5 separate regions of the Mus musculus genome follow, and all the other regions are linked to region 4. The links are chromatin contacts, called in public Hi-C and HiChIP or PLAC-seq maps. All regions are on one chromosome and are shown on one strand. The core of a region is the stretch at or near the end of the contact, and the rest is flanking DNA. Distances in the headings are between cores, read along the strand shown.

The links. Hi-C and Micro-C count contacts between places; a contact is called where the count stands out from the background. HiChIP or PLAC-seq counts read pairs in DNA pulled down with a chosen protein or histone mark.
Region 1: a contact with region 4 is called in an H3K4me3 HiChIP or PLAC-seq map of embryonic forebrain, with 4 times the contacts expected there. The contact joins two enhancer-like sites. A contact is called at or near these places in 1 of 39 promoter capture datasets (hippocampal neurons), 3 of 484 Hi-C or Micro-C datasets (cerebellum, embryonic cerebral cortex and neural progenitor cells), 4 of 115 datasets of contacts at active chromatin or transcription factors (differentiating embryonic stem cells, embryonic forebrain, embryonic hindbrain and 1 more) and 2 of 9 other capture datasets (embryonic stem cells and embryonic tail).
Region 2: a contact with region 4 is called in a Hi-C map of cortical neurons, with 7 times the contacts expected there. The contact joins the promoter of Mef2c here to the enhancer-like site in region 4. A contact is called at or near these places in 4 of 484 Hi-C or Micro-C datasets (cerebellum, cerebral cortex and cortical neurons), 1 of 115 datasets of contacts at active chromatin or transcription factors (astrocytes) and 1 of 9 other capture datasets (adipose tissue).
Region 3: a contact with region 4 is called in an H3K4me3 HiChIP or PLAC-seq map of embryonic forebrain, with 5 times the contacts expected there. The contact joins two enhancer-like sites. A contact is called at or near these places in 5 of 115 datasets of contacts at active chromatin or transcription factors (embryonic basal ganglia, embryonic forebrain, embryonic hindbrain and 2 more).
Region 5: a contact with region 4 is called in an H3K4me3 HiChIP or PLAC-seq map of forebrain, with 3 times the contacts expected there. The contact joins two enhancer-like sites. A contact is called at or near these places in 5 of 115 datasets of contacts at active chromatin or transcription factors (astrocytes, embryonic basal ganglia, embryonic forebrain and 2 more).

What each region holds. Positions count from the first base shown.
Region 1 is chr13:84,638,128-84,640,827 of GRCm38.p6, forward strand. All of the region lies in intron 2 of Gm34196 (a long non-coding RNA gene), which reads right to left. Among named protein-coding and RNA genes, the nearest start is that of Gm34246, 36 kb to the right of the region's middle. Within about 2 kb of position 1,309, at least 20 of the 459 cell types and tissues checked have an H3K27ac peak or open chromatin away from gene starts, as enhancers often do. A contact at or near this core is called in embryonic cerebral cortex and embryonic forebrain, where this site is marked.
Region 2 is chr13:83,523,362-83,526,061 of GRCm38.p6, forward strand. Mef2c (myocyte enhancer factor 2C) reads left to right here and starts at 1,382. Exons shown (of 11, transcript NM_001347575.1): 1 at 1,382-1,719.
Region 3 is chr13:84,782,451-84,785,150 of GRCm38.p6, forward strand. The region is part of intron 2 of Gm34196 (a long non-coding RNA gene); the gene reads right to left. Among named protein-coding and RNA genes, the nearest start is that of Gm34246, 110 kb to the left of the region's middle. RefSeq lists an enhancer at 1-2,700. Within about 2 kb of position 1,306, at least 32 of the 459 cell types and tissues checked have an H3K27ac peak or open chromatin away from gene starts, as enhancers often do. A contact at or near this core is called in embryonic basal ganglia and embryonic forebrain, where this site is marked.
Region 4 is chr13:84,058,079-84,060,778 of GRCm38.p6, forward strand. The region is part of intron 1 of Gm17750 (predicted gene, 17750); the gene reads right to left. Among named protein-coding and RNA genes, the nearest start is that of Gm17750, 5.3 kb to the right of the region's middle. RefSeq lists an enhancer at 153-2,700. Within about 2 kb of position 1,398, at least 74 of the 459 cell types and tissues checked have an H3K27ac peak or open chromatin away from gene starts, as enhancers often do. A contact at or near this core is called in astrocytes, cerebellum, cerebral cortex and 5 more, where this site is marked.
Region 5 is chr13:84,804,098-84,806,797 of GRCm38.p6, forward strand. All of the region lies in intron 2 of Gm34196 (a long non-coding RNA gene), which reads right to left. Among named protein-coding and RNA genes, the nearest start is that of Gm34196, 100 kb to the right of the region's middle. Within about 2 kb of position 1,269, at least 33 of the 459 cell types and tissues checked have an H3K27ac peak or open chromatin away from gene starts, as enhancers often do. A contact at or near this core is called in embryonic basal ganglia, embryonic forebrain and forebrain, where this site is marked.

The DNA.
Region 1 (2,700 bases), core at 59-2,558, 580 kb after region 4:
CAGAGTACTTTGAGATAAATAATATTAGATCATTTGGAATTATCTATCATAGAGCATATCCCTCTCTCTGGTGGTTAGAACATCACCAAGCATGTGTTGGTTTACATAATGAGCAAGATTAAAATAACTTCTAAGAGTCCACATGCTGTCAAATTTGCTGCTATTTTTCCATATGAAGCAAATCTCAGACATTTATTCTCCATAAAATAGGTAAAAAAAAAATCAAAAGCCCTCTAATTGGTAGAAATTCTCAGGGCAGGTCTATAAAGTTCATTAGTGCTCAGACATTTAATAAGCAAATGTCTGCTCAGGGACACCAAATGGCCTCAGTTCCTATTGAACACAAGTCTCTTTTCAAACCATTGATGTGAAATGATTCTATTGACACTAGCTTTTGAAGAAAAACTTTAGTTGAAGGGAACTATGTCCAACATTTATCTCTATTGGTGGATTTTTTTTCATCTTATTTATTCTTCTTTTATTTTGTATGTGAGAAGGAAAAAACAAAGTCAGATCAAACACGCCTATGGAACAAAGCACCAGGATTCACACCAGTGTGCTAGGAATGGGAAGATTTTGCTCCCATTCGCTCTGAAAGGCTCTGATGAATTTTCCCATACCCTATGCACAGGAACAACAGTGGATGCCTCCTCCACTGGAGCACGATGTCTAAGAAATGCATCTCTCACTTCATTTCCAGTGTCCATGCTTTCCTGGACATGTACCTTAAGCTTCTTTTTCTCTTTCAGTTCCTTTCATTGCCAAAACGAAAGGTAACTTTGGGAGTGAACATGAGTAGTGAAACTTAGCTCTGGAGACAAGCAGTAACTTTTCATTTCAGAGTTTTGAAAATAGCTGGTTCTAAATTGTTTAGACGGACTGTTTTTACTTTGTTATGTCATGATATCAGTTGAGTAGAGACGGCCTTCTAGACGTTGCACAGTTTCTCGTCTCTTTGAAGTCAATGCTCACTACATCTCTACTCTCTGCTGGTCCTTTAATCAGTGTCCAGTCTGTCTGATGAGAATAGCCCCAGGATGGAGCCCGAGACCAAGCCATGGGCAGCACCCCTTTGTCCTACTCACATGGATGGGACATGATTCCACAGGATTAGCCAACAATTATATGCTCTGAACTGATCAATTCAGTCAATTTACTGTGCAAAGTAAATTGATCCTTCAGAACAAAGGTTTCTGTCAGCAGGGAGCTACCTGAGAAAGCAGCATGCCTGTGTAAACAGTTCTGTCCTTCTCCCAGTGTGGAGTGGCCCCACGCCATATGGTGCCACTATGAACTTATTAGCTGACGGATTAACTGATCTCTGCATTTGGGATCCCCAGTTTCCAGCTGTGAGAATGATTGATGGGCTAACTACTGCTCCAGTCTTGGAAGTTATTTCCTCCATTTAACAGAGTCAAGAAGACAGAAAATTGCCCCCTTTGTAAATGCTAATCTCACCACTCCTTCGAACACCCAACATAGCAATTTATTCAAGGCAAAGTCTTAAAATTGGTATAGTGCACATCAAATGCATACTAATTAGCAATTTCTTTTGAAGGCTCCATCACTTATTAAGGGTCTCCTTTTCCATATGTTCATCATGCCCCACTTCACCCTTTAATTACAAAACAGCACTTTCAACTAATTGCGAGAAGGTATATTGTGCCTGGAATCTGTATTACACACTATACCTTCTGATGCCTAATTTAGGGTCACATGGAAGGCAGACAGATAAGCAGGCGGAAAAGCTCAGAACCATCATCTGCAATTTTAGGCATATTTGGGCATTGTCAGGATGAATGTTTCATCTACAATGGTGTCTAGGACACTCTTCAGTGGACACTGTGCAGAAGAATGGGGTGAATATTAGGTTAACAATTGGGATCTTTTCCAGATTACAAAGATTATTGGATTGGATTATTTAATCCAACAGAATGATATTACATTTGTTACTTTACAATTTCTTCAATCCCAAATGTTGAAAAAAAACTTTTAAGTCCAATAAGCAGTCTTTTAAGTATAATAGCTGGATTATAGAAGGAAGAATTTTGCAAAATACACTGGAAGGATGCTCAAAAGAAATATTTCCTGTTGTATAATGGTGATGTTTTTCTTTATTAAACCACAGTTCTTATGCAATCTAAATGATCCTAATGGCTATCCCAATTATTGGTCTGCCACATACAGTCTGCCAATGTCACCTTCATCGCAATGCTGAGTGCTAAAGAATGGGACCTTTCTCTTGCTCCTTTTATGTAGTAGTCCCTGAAGAGACTCTGGTAATAATTCTTCCTTCTTAATGTTGGTCCTGAAAGCATTGGTGCAAGTTTAGGCTTCACGAATACTCAGGCTGCAAAATGATGATAGAATCAAAAAAAACTTGATTCATGGTGGTCGAAGATCAGGTGAAGTGTGACCCACACTCCAAAGGAAGTTCATTTTTCATAAGCTCCACAAACTTGATGTCATCACACACACCAGCAAATCAGTCAGGCCCAACCATCCTAAGTTAAGATCATTTCAAGTTAGTTTTCAAAACTGTTCCTAATTGTGAACTAATAGATGGGAGACATAAAAAGAGTGTAAATGGCAAAAAAGTCCCATTTTTTATGGAAAGAAAATTTAAGGACTTTTGAACAGATTTGGGATGTTTGCTGCCTCTAGCCACACAGCCTTTTCAAATCTGAGTTTCATCTCTAT
Region 2 (2,700 bases), core at 132-2,631, 530 kb before region 4:
TCTATCGGTCAGGGGAGCCTAATGCATTTGGGAAGTTGTTTTTGGTTTACTTGCTAATGACCTGGATAAAGTCCAGTAAGGTGTGGAGGGAAGGAGGGGGCATTCTCCGAGGAAGCTGTCCTCTCAGTAAATTTGTCCAGATTGATTCGAAAGTTAATGGCCCGGGGATAAAGTCGAGATTTCAAAAACTTGTAATTAATTTATTACTAACATTGGAGGATCCTTTCGGCTCACTTTCTAGCCTAGCCCTCCTGACTCTCAAGGCCAAAAGCTTTATACATTCTGGGCGGGCAGGAAGCGCACGCTGGGATCGAGGCTTGCAGACATCCTGGATCGTGGCTTTTACGCGTGAGTAACGGAGGCGCGCGCGGACCGGAGCAAGGATGAAGTGGCTACTGAGAATCTAAAGGGGGCGGGGGGGGGGGGAGTCACTAGAGCAGCTCTTAGGGTCGCGCTCCTATTGGTCAGAAGGAAGATCTCGACTTCAGAAGGACTTTCCTGCTAGCTGGCTTGCAGCCTCCCCGGGGGAGCGAGCGCGCAGGAGCCTAGCGTCCTCTGTAGCGGCGGGGAGAGAGGCAGGGAGCCGCCGCTCCCCGTGTTGTCTTCCCTTTCATGCAATAAAGAATTGTCATTAGGTTTGCGTATGGCATGTGCCATTACCCCACCGTAAAACTAAAATTAGCAAAATGTCAGGAATGGAAAGATTGATTCACCAAGATGCAATTATCATTTAAAAGTGCTTGATTGAGGTACTGATGTTCAGTGATTTATTCTGCATACCATATACATAATTAAAGTAGTGTAGTGGAGTAATTTATCAATCTAGTTGAGACTGGAGGGGTGAGGAGGGAGCTGCAGTATGTTTGTTTTATTAAAATGTTGCGAGGTTCTAGTCCCGCCCCCCTTTTGCAAGAGTGAAACTGATGATTTCCCCAGCTCGGGAGGAGAGGCAACGGTTTGGGCTGGTTGGGATAGAGAAACGGAAAGGAAAAGGCAGCGCCAGGCAAAGGCAAGAATAAAATGAATTGGGGGACAGGGGTAGCACCGGAGCGTACGTGCTGCTTAGAACCCCAGCCCCGTGTGCTCCGTCTTGCTTGCCGCCCCCGCGTCCCCTCCCAGTATCCTTACATTCCCCCCACCCCCCGCTCTTTTACACGACCTATCTAAGGCTATGAGCTGCTCTCCTTTTCCCATTCGTCTCCAGTCACTTCCTTCCTGGACACAGTTTTCTGGACGAGTCTGGTTACTTTTAATCCCACCGGCCACAGACAACCACTTTCTCCTCCTCTTCCACCTCCTCCTTCGCTTCCTCCACCTTCCTCCTCCTCCTCTTTCTCCTCCTCCTCTCTCTCCTCCTCCTCTTTCTCCTCCTCCTCTTCCAGCGGCTTCGGTGCGCGCGCGAATGCGCAAGCCCGCGCGCGCCTCCCCCTTGCCCCCCTCTCGCGCGCGCACACACGCACACTTCGTCTCCAGCTCTCTGCTCGCTCGCCTCGCAGTCACAGACACTTGAGCACACGCGTACACCCAGACATCTTCGGGCTGCTATTGGATTGACTTTGAAGGTTCTGTGTGGGTCGCCGTGCCTGCAGCTTTGAATCAAGTGGAGAAGCACTTCAAGGCTGGACAAAGTAAAGATTATTGTTATTTTTTTTCTTTCTCTTCCTCTCTTTTAAGAAAGGAAAATATTCCAAGGACTAATTTGGTCGTGTCTTCCTTCATGTAAGTACCTCTGACATTTTTCCAAAAGAATAGAAATAGCTTGTGTATTGTCTCTGAAATCTGCACCAATCTCTTCCAGGCACTGGGTCTATCTATCCAACTCCTTTCTGGAAGGCTTAAGTTAAGGCTTGTTGTGCATTCTTTTCTTTAGACTCTACGATTTCCTTGTGTGTGTCTGAAAGTAACTTTTTAGATAGTAGTATCCGTTTGCCATCTGCTATTGAATTCACATCTGACTCTTCCTGTCACATCAGTTTGTTTAAAGTTTCAAGAAGTTAGTTCCTGTCATTAGCATGTTTGATAGGGTGGAGAACGTGGATACTAGTGTATTTTAGGATTTCACAGACTGTTCTGTGACCTTGAAGTCGCTGTCTTAAAATTTAGCTCTTAGTTCACTGTGGAAAGATGTTCCTATGAGTTACCCCAAAGACTGGTTTTCCCTGGGTTTGGATTCTGAGCCACTAGTCCTTGGGATGACTTTAAGCTAAAGCAGGGCTGTCTGCCAGAGGCCACCTTTTGTGCATCCTCTTCCCTCATCAAAGTGCAGGCTTGAAAGAGTTTAATTGGTGGGGACCAGAAGCAGTTGCCCTGGCCATGGTAGTCTGTGCATTGCACAGTTCATGTTTGCATTTCAGCATGTGCACTGTTGTTTAGATCAAGGGAAATATTAAGCTATTTAAAAACAAACAAAACTAAGTCACTTAGCCTGCCTTCTGTTTGGACTTTGGATGAAAGTTACTAAACTAAGTGACAAAGTTGGCCGTAAAGGAAGTCTATAGAGACGGAGCACATTGCTTATTGTATTATTGTGTATTATGCAAGTGTTTGAGTGCAATGCTAATGTGACTTCCTTTCCAGAGCAAGGCTACCAATTCTTAAGGAAATTGTTATGTCTGAGCCATTTTGTACTGTTCTAGATGCTATGGTTATGAACCTTTTCCCTCACATTTTTGAAATGGATGTGATGTGTTCTGTATAAAA
Region 3 (2,700 bases), core at 56-2,555, 720 kb after region 4:
GCACTTTCTCTGTCTGTAGCATAGGAGAAAGGAGGTCTGGAGCACATTGTTTGTCTACCATTCCATCACTTCTGCAGGTAGCATGTTGTCAATGTTTTCCACACTTATCAGTCATCTTATTTTGTCTTTCTACAGTCAACTCTCATTTTACAAAACAGAAACTGAGTCTTTTTGCAGTTGAATAATTTCCTCAAGGTCACACAATGGAAGGGAAGAAATGGTATCTGGATCTCTAAACTGTTCTTCTTTAAGTAACAGCATGAAAAGTGCATGCTTATGGAATAGCTGGGAGGATCGGACGGAGCCATCAAATTCCACATCCTCTCCGCTTGCCCAAGCTAACCATTTTATTGATATTTCTCTTGAATGATTAAAACATAAAAATTGCATTTTGCTTCTTATAACGCTTGTGATTTATGAGTTGTAAAAGACAATAAATAATAATGATAATCTCTCTAACTCTACTTCTTAGAATGAACTCGCATATCGTCTATTAGGCATTTACTTCAGTACTTCGCTTAGCACTTTCAATGTATTATTTTACATTTAAAAAGTGGCCATAAATGTTGGTATCTAGAATGCAGATGAAACTGAAACATATATTCTACTTTTAAAATAAAGATATGGACACTATTTTCTGTTTCTTTCATTTTATCCTTTATTTCAAGAAGACAGGTTTTCTATTGTCCAAATCTGGTCCACCCAGGTCTAAAGTGAACCTACAACAAAGAATATGCAGAAGGTGCTGAAAGTGGTGCAGTCAGCAGGGTTTAGCAAAGCCAGAGGCACAAAGACCATCTGAGAACTAACTGAAATCCAATTCACTTCTCTTATTTTGTTTTTCACCTGCTTGTACCAGGTGGCAAAAGCTGGCTGCACAGTATTTTTCTCAGCACTCAAACAAGTTAGCAGGCCAGCACATAGTCACCCTGGGTGAACAGGGAAAGTAATTCTGCCCTTCTCATTGGTGCAACATTAAGGGAAATGAATCTCATTCCGCTCATATTGGGGAAGTAATTTATCAGATGATTTATTTACAGTGCAGTCTGCATGACAAGTAAACAAATATGTTATTTTTGCCCACTGTAGTCAGATTTTTAAACAAGAGAAAGAGACAGAGTGAGTGTCTTTCTAAGATATGGGAGTAGGTCTGACAACAGCTTTGAAAAATAAAGGGACTCCATTACAAGGAGTTTAGCAAGAACTGATTTACATACGAGAGTAGATCTTTCATGAATGCTGTCAGCTTAGAGTGGAAAAGGGGAGGGGAAAAGGCTCCAATTGCGTGCTACCACTGTGCATGTTGATGAATCCCCAGGCACATGTTAATTAATGCCCTATTGTGTTTGGCAGACTACCAGGGACTGTGATTGTACACGGGCTGATCCTTTAAATGGAGAGCAGCTTACTCTATATTGAAAAGAAGAAGAAGAAGAAAAAAAAAAAGAATTGTATTTGTATAAGCCACAACTATTCCTTAGGAATAAGTGTTTTGCTTTTAGTACAGTTAGGAGAAGAGAACTGCCATCTATCACAATATTTTATCATTACACTCTAAAAAAATACTCAACTCCAGGAAAGTAAGAAATCACAGAAATGCCATTGTTTGTAAGAAACAAAAATGCAATTGCTTCCATTGTCTTATATGAACCATGGTCTAGATTTCACTTGAAAATACTGACAATTAATACTGGTGTCTGCCATCTTCAGTGGCTGAAGAAGAAGAATTGTACCCCAGCAATTCAAAGGATACCCTCATAATAAACATATGGAATGAGTGGGAGAAAATGTCACTTGGCTACAAAGGTAAATAGTTGGGGGAGGGTAGAATTTCAAATATCCTGGAAAAAGAATACAGCCTATAAAAATCTAATGCCAAGCTAGAGTTTTAATTTTGATCATAGGGAGAAAAAGACTTATTATTTTCTCAGCTCTCATTTCTTATTTGTTTTAATGTGCTTTTTATTACTTGTACTGTGAAGAGCTGTTGTCTGAAAGTGTAAGAGGCCTGAAAAAACAAATTGCCTCCTATTATTGCTTCTTATGAATAAAATTGACGTCTGAGAAGCTCCTGCTGTACTCTCACCCAAGAAGATACTGCAGCCTAACAATTAATTCTCTGAATCATTTAAATAAAAACAAAATTTGCCCCCAGCTGATTAAGGATCCACCTTTCCCCTAATGTCCACTGCTTTTGCCAAAATAGGCTGATGTCCTTTTCCGCTCATGCCTTAATAATTTCAGTCCTTTGGGCTTCCGCCTAAGTGGAACTCCCTTCAGATTTCCCTAGGATATGAAAGCTTCATTTATACTAGAGAGCCTTGGGCTACAAGGACAGCAGACACTGGAGACACGGGGGAAGCCCTCTCTTATAAGTGAAAAGCTTAGGTTTAATGTCTAGATGGCTTACCTGGCTTGGAATTCAGCCAGTCTAGGCTGGTCCCGCTCATTTGCTTTAACGAGAAGCCAAGCCTGCTTCTAATCTTAAATGGCTTCCCTTTCTTTTCTAATCATCTAGTCTTTTTGCCTCTAGTCTTTGAAGTAAAGCTTCAACTCCAGGAGCATTTGCTGTCTTTGGGAGAGCTTCCAACTACTATTACTCTGTTCTACCTTCTTCAAGGAGAGAACAAATAGATGAAGTCCCACCTGTGGGTTTCCCTGTCATTGCTGTCAGAACCACTGCACAATGGTGACATTCTC
Region 4 (2,700 bases), core at 148-2,647:
GCCCCCAATGAAAATGCAGATTTGAAAGTTGATAATAATCTAACTGCATGCAATTATTTTGTTATCTATGGACACTGTTGAGATGTTTACATTAATTAAGAAGCCCATTTTTATAGCCATTTTTTAATACCCAGAAAAATGAGATTGGGAAAGAAGCTGGGCTACTGAGTGGGTATGTATTCCTGAGAGTGTGTCTGGATTTGTTTTTCTGTTTGGGGGGCTTGAATAACCCGTCCCTGGTGCAATAAAGAGAGATTTGTCTCCCTGCTTTCTAGCACTTTGGTGATGCTAGAGTAGGGTGCCAAGTAAGTTAAGCAAGTCTCCCATCCGCATCAGGAACCACCTTAACCTAGAGAGCTATCAAGGAAAATACTTTGGGATCTAGATGCTGGCTTTGACCAACTGTAGGAGGCTAAGAGGCAAACAGACCCACCAAAGTCTGACAAAGGCAAGAAGTCCCTGAAGACACAAGGCAAAAAGACAGAGCAACAACCCCATAGAAAACTACACTTACAGCAGCTCAGAAATACACAAATACCGTTTAGAAATGGCCTAAAATTCTCACATGGGAACAAAAGGTTAACTATATGATTAAGAGATATATTGTTCTGTTTTTGATTTAAAAAAAAAAAAAGAAACACAATTTGTGACTTCATATTTTTTTCCTTTCATCTTATAAAATTCTCATTCTGAATTTGAGCATGGGTACGAGAAGTACGGTAATTAACAGAGTCAACAATACAATATTTTAACAGAATATCCACCTGCAGCTGGTTCTTTGCTTATAATTGTTTCATTATTCATTTTATTTCTTGAGCACGCACTGGTGGAAAGCAAAAGAAAGGCATACTGTAGGCCTCCCTGAGATGAAACACTGTAGCAAAAGCTGAGTTTTATACTTGGTTTTCAAACTATTGAATAATATCCTATGAGACCTCTTAGGTCTTAACTGGATTAAAATGAATATATTTGTGCTCCTGCTCTTCAGTTAACTAATGTGCATGTGAATTGACGCTGCGAGGGAGCCACACTGAGAGTAGATGCAGGGGACAGGACGAGTGTCGCTGTGCAAAGGAGTGAGCAGGCTGCCTTTGCCTCCGACAAAATGAAAATGAGCAGGCCTTGGGGTCTGGTGCATTTTGTCGGGGCCAGAAGAGCAGCTGAGCTGAGGGATGAAGGGGGAGGGGAAAGGGTGGTGGTAAAAGGGAGGTGGAGAACAGGGTGTGGGGTGTGTGTGTGTGTGTGTGTGTGTGTGTGTGTGATCACTCTGAGGTTTTAGTTATGACTGTGGTGCTTGCGGTTTTTGTTTAGTTGTCTCGCAGCATAAACAGCCTTGAGCTTCAGGTTCAGGGTGGAGTGCATGCAAAGGGAATGTCAACGTAGTTCTCTTTCTGTCCTTTCCCCGTGGTTGCTACTCAGAAAACTGTGGCTGGGAAGGAGTGGGATGGGGGGGAGGTGAAGTAAAGAGAAGGGGGTCTGTCTGCAGCTGCCCCTCTCACACTTGAATAAAAGAACTTTTTTTTTTCAGGGGTAGGGAAGCTGTGAATACCTTTCCCAATAAGAGATGAGGCATATTGAAAACTATATTAAATTACCCTGATTAACAATTTAGCCACGAACAGGGGAGCTTTGGGAGATCTCTATAGGCAGGACTGGGGGCTATTCATGCCAGCAGCTAAGAGGTCGAAAGGTTTCTGAAGTTCACAGGCTCAGAGCCTTTGTTATGCTAACAGACAATCTCAAATCAGCTGCCTAGTGGAGTGTGAAATATAAATGATTCCTTGAGAACTTCCAGTAAGTTGTCACTCTTGCTCTCCAAATACCAGGACAGGCTGCTAATTTCTAGCAGACCCTTTTGCAACATCGCTAGCCCTAAATGAATGCCTTTGTAGTTCAAATAATCTTTTCAAGGGAGCTGTCCTATCATCATAGCCCAAACGCATCTTGGTTTTGACTATTAAATGAAAATCAGAGTTCAGCCCTGCTTGACTTTTCCAAGCAGCCGATGTTTGGGAAGGGTAGAGGCAGCTCTCATGCACAAGAAGTTAGCACCCACTGCAGGAGGGCCAGGGCATTAATAACAGCTACAGCCATGACTACCCCAACTCCAACCCCCACCCCTACCCCTACCAGGAACAAAGCTCCTGGAGAGATTTACAGGGGGCTCCCCTCAGGCTGGACTACCTTCTTCTTTCAACCATACCAAGTCTTCTCTGATTTATGGACCCTCTGTCCAACAGGACAGCCAGCTGACCTGTTAGCATCTCACTGGTCACTTTGAAGCAGCAACCTTAGGGATGAATATATTCATTCTTTAGGGCAGATGAGGCCAAGAAGAAGAGGACAAGGTGTATGTCCAGGCTGTGCCCTTAGTATCAGAAGCTTGTGCATATTTTTTCCTTTTCCCATAAGTGTAAAAGCATGGCTTAAGGTCTTGGGTAGAATCTGTGAGCATGTCCAGAGAACTGTCTTAGCTCTTCACATCTGAATCTCAAAGCTTTGAAAATAAGGAAAAACACTACCAGTCCAAACCTCATATAAGTTCTGAGAGCAACAATGAGAATGTACTAAGGGAAGTATGGCCAAATCAAGCGATCTAGTAGAAAAGGGTAGGGCCAATTTAAAAAATAAAGAAATCACAGAAGAGAGGGCAGAGCAAAGGCTGAGAGGCACCCGTCTCCATGAGTCTGCACAGAGAAA
Region 5 (2,700 bases), core at 19-2,518, 750 kb after region 4:
TTCTGTCTTAGCTGTTCTTTTAGCTACATATTTTCCTAAATATGCACAAATAGACATTAGCTGTTTATAATTATCATACTTTGGCTCTATGAACATCAAAGATAATCATTACACACAGAAGACATGCTTCAGAAGGGACGCTCTGTTTGCTGCTTGCTACTCTCTCCTCAGCTTCCAGTTATTTCACAGGCAGACAATATACAACAGTGCTAGGCCTCTCAATATTCCTTCAAAAGCTGGATGATGCTGAGGGGGAAATCCACAAGGTCAGAAGAACTCATGTACCAGAATTCAAGTCTCCTGAGTACGGCTGTATGTAAAGCTGCCCATTAGCACACACAAAGGTCCTCAGTTCTTACCCTGCAGGACTGGGCAGCCAAAGTGCCTTCAGACCCTTCTCCCATAATATGTTAGTGAATGAATTCTTAAAGACAAAAGACGTCCCTACAATCTTTAATAAAGGCAGGGTTCCCAGTAAGTGTATGAAAGCAGGATAATGAATGAGTGAGCTTTTACAAAAAGAAATCTAAGTACTTTCAGCTGTTCTGAAATACAGCATAAATAGTCTATTTGGCTTTATATTTTGGTAAATGTTGTGCTAAGTCCTACAAAGGAAATAAAAATGGCCCTGTTTTCTCATGGATGAACACTATTTTCCTAGTTATAGCGCAGCAATACAATGACTAGAAGGGTCAAATAACCAGAGCCTGGGCTGCAGGGACAAGCCACTCCTTTTTCCTTTCATTGTTTGCCACATCCACAAAAGCAAACTGTGCAATCCTCTTTCCTGAAGCAAAATAAAAAATAATTCAATTCATTTATATATTGCTTATCTTATTTAAGAAATCCTCATATCTAAGGAGTTACTAAATTAATATTAAATATAAAAGAGTAAATATTTTTCCTGAATCTAATCTTTTATTAATCTGCATACATGTTATTCCAAATATATACATGTGGATTGCAACATATATATGTGCATAGAATGTATAAATGCATATATATTATACATGAATGATTTATTACAGAAATATCAGTGTTTCTAGATTACACTGCATACTTGATGAGCTGTCATTAGTGCAGAAACGATACATAGCTTTTCAACAAAAGAAAAGAATGAGGCTGCCAGAGTATGCAGTGGTTTAGGCTTTTTTTTTCTTTCTTTCTTTCTTTTTTTTTTTTTTTTCAGCATCCATCCCTGCCAATCTCTGCACTGCCAGTAGGGAAAACCATATCCATGGCAACCAACCGTACCATTCCAACCCACATCAATGACGCCTCCAATCTAAACTGTCAAATATTCTATGCACATCATGTAAAATAGGTCTCTTTCCCCTTATACCTCTGTGCATCTCGTTTCCGTGGCTACATGTTTATGCAAATGAGAATTGTCCTTTCTCTCTCAGGTTGATTGAACACTGAATTTGTTTTGCACCTTGGCAATGTAAAACCATGCTGTCTTGCCACCTGGTCTACCACATAATTGCAAAAAATTACATTATAATGATAACTGTCCCTAAATTAGCCTGATAACACCATCTACCTGCCTTGTGAGTGAAAGAAACAGTATGCAATAAAGAAGGATGTTAAAACAGAGTCGAGATAGGGGAATAATATTTAATTGGCTCTCCAGAGTCTACTAATTTTCAGAATTGGAAACCTAGTGTTTGATTTGTTCTTTTTAGTCAGTGAGAAGAAAAAATATCCTTCATAAATTCTGAATGACAAATTTGTCCATCCTTTTTTGCATGTGGTTTCAGCATCCCTGGGAATCTATAGTGTCATTTCCCCCTGGAAGAAAGGAAACACAAAACATGCTGGCCATGTGCTCTAAATTTTCACTCAGAGTCAGTTTTAGCCATAAATTTCTCTCAATCCTCATGTCTCTCTCAATCTTTTCCCCCAATCCACTCTAAATCTTGCATCAATACGCTTCTTTTAAAGTTAAGATACAGAATTTTTACAAGATGACACATATTGAAATAAAATGAAGCTCTGAATCTAGAAAGGCCCTATATGCACTCCCTTAATCATCTGCTTCCTACACAATTATGTGTAGGAATGATTCGCTGGTGGTGTTGACAGTATTTTATTTTAATTCCAGAAAAATATCAAGTGTATAGAAATGAGAAAAACAATTAACTGCTTTTGTTTAGTTAATTTAAATTATATTTTAAAAATATGATTTTAAGAATTACTTTTATGTTAACTTTTTTTTTTACAAAAAAGACAATAGTAGTAGGTAAAAAAGTAGAACATAGTAATTTTACTCTAGAGTGTAAGTGAAAAATAGAAAATACTAACCTCTTTTATAACAAATACTGCATATATGTTTTTCTTTTTCCATATTTACTACCTGTCTTCTCAAAATATCAAATCCATCCATATTGAAAAAAATGTGAAATTTCACAAGATGTTTCCCTCACATTAATTTTTTGACGTTTGTCTACATTGGACTGGAGTCACTTTTGATGAGATTAGGGAGAAACAAAGTTGTCAAACGTAGCTAAAATCAATGTCCAGTTAACCGAAGATCTGCGAATGTTTCCTGACCAAGATTTTCCATCAGCTTTCTTTCCACCTCCCTTTGTAAACTCTACATACCTATTGGGTTCAGCTGAGAGCACACGTTCTTCCTATTTCTGCCTAAAGAGGTATCAGAGTCTAACTTGATCTCTTGGCAAGCTCAGAACAGTTGGA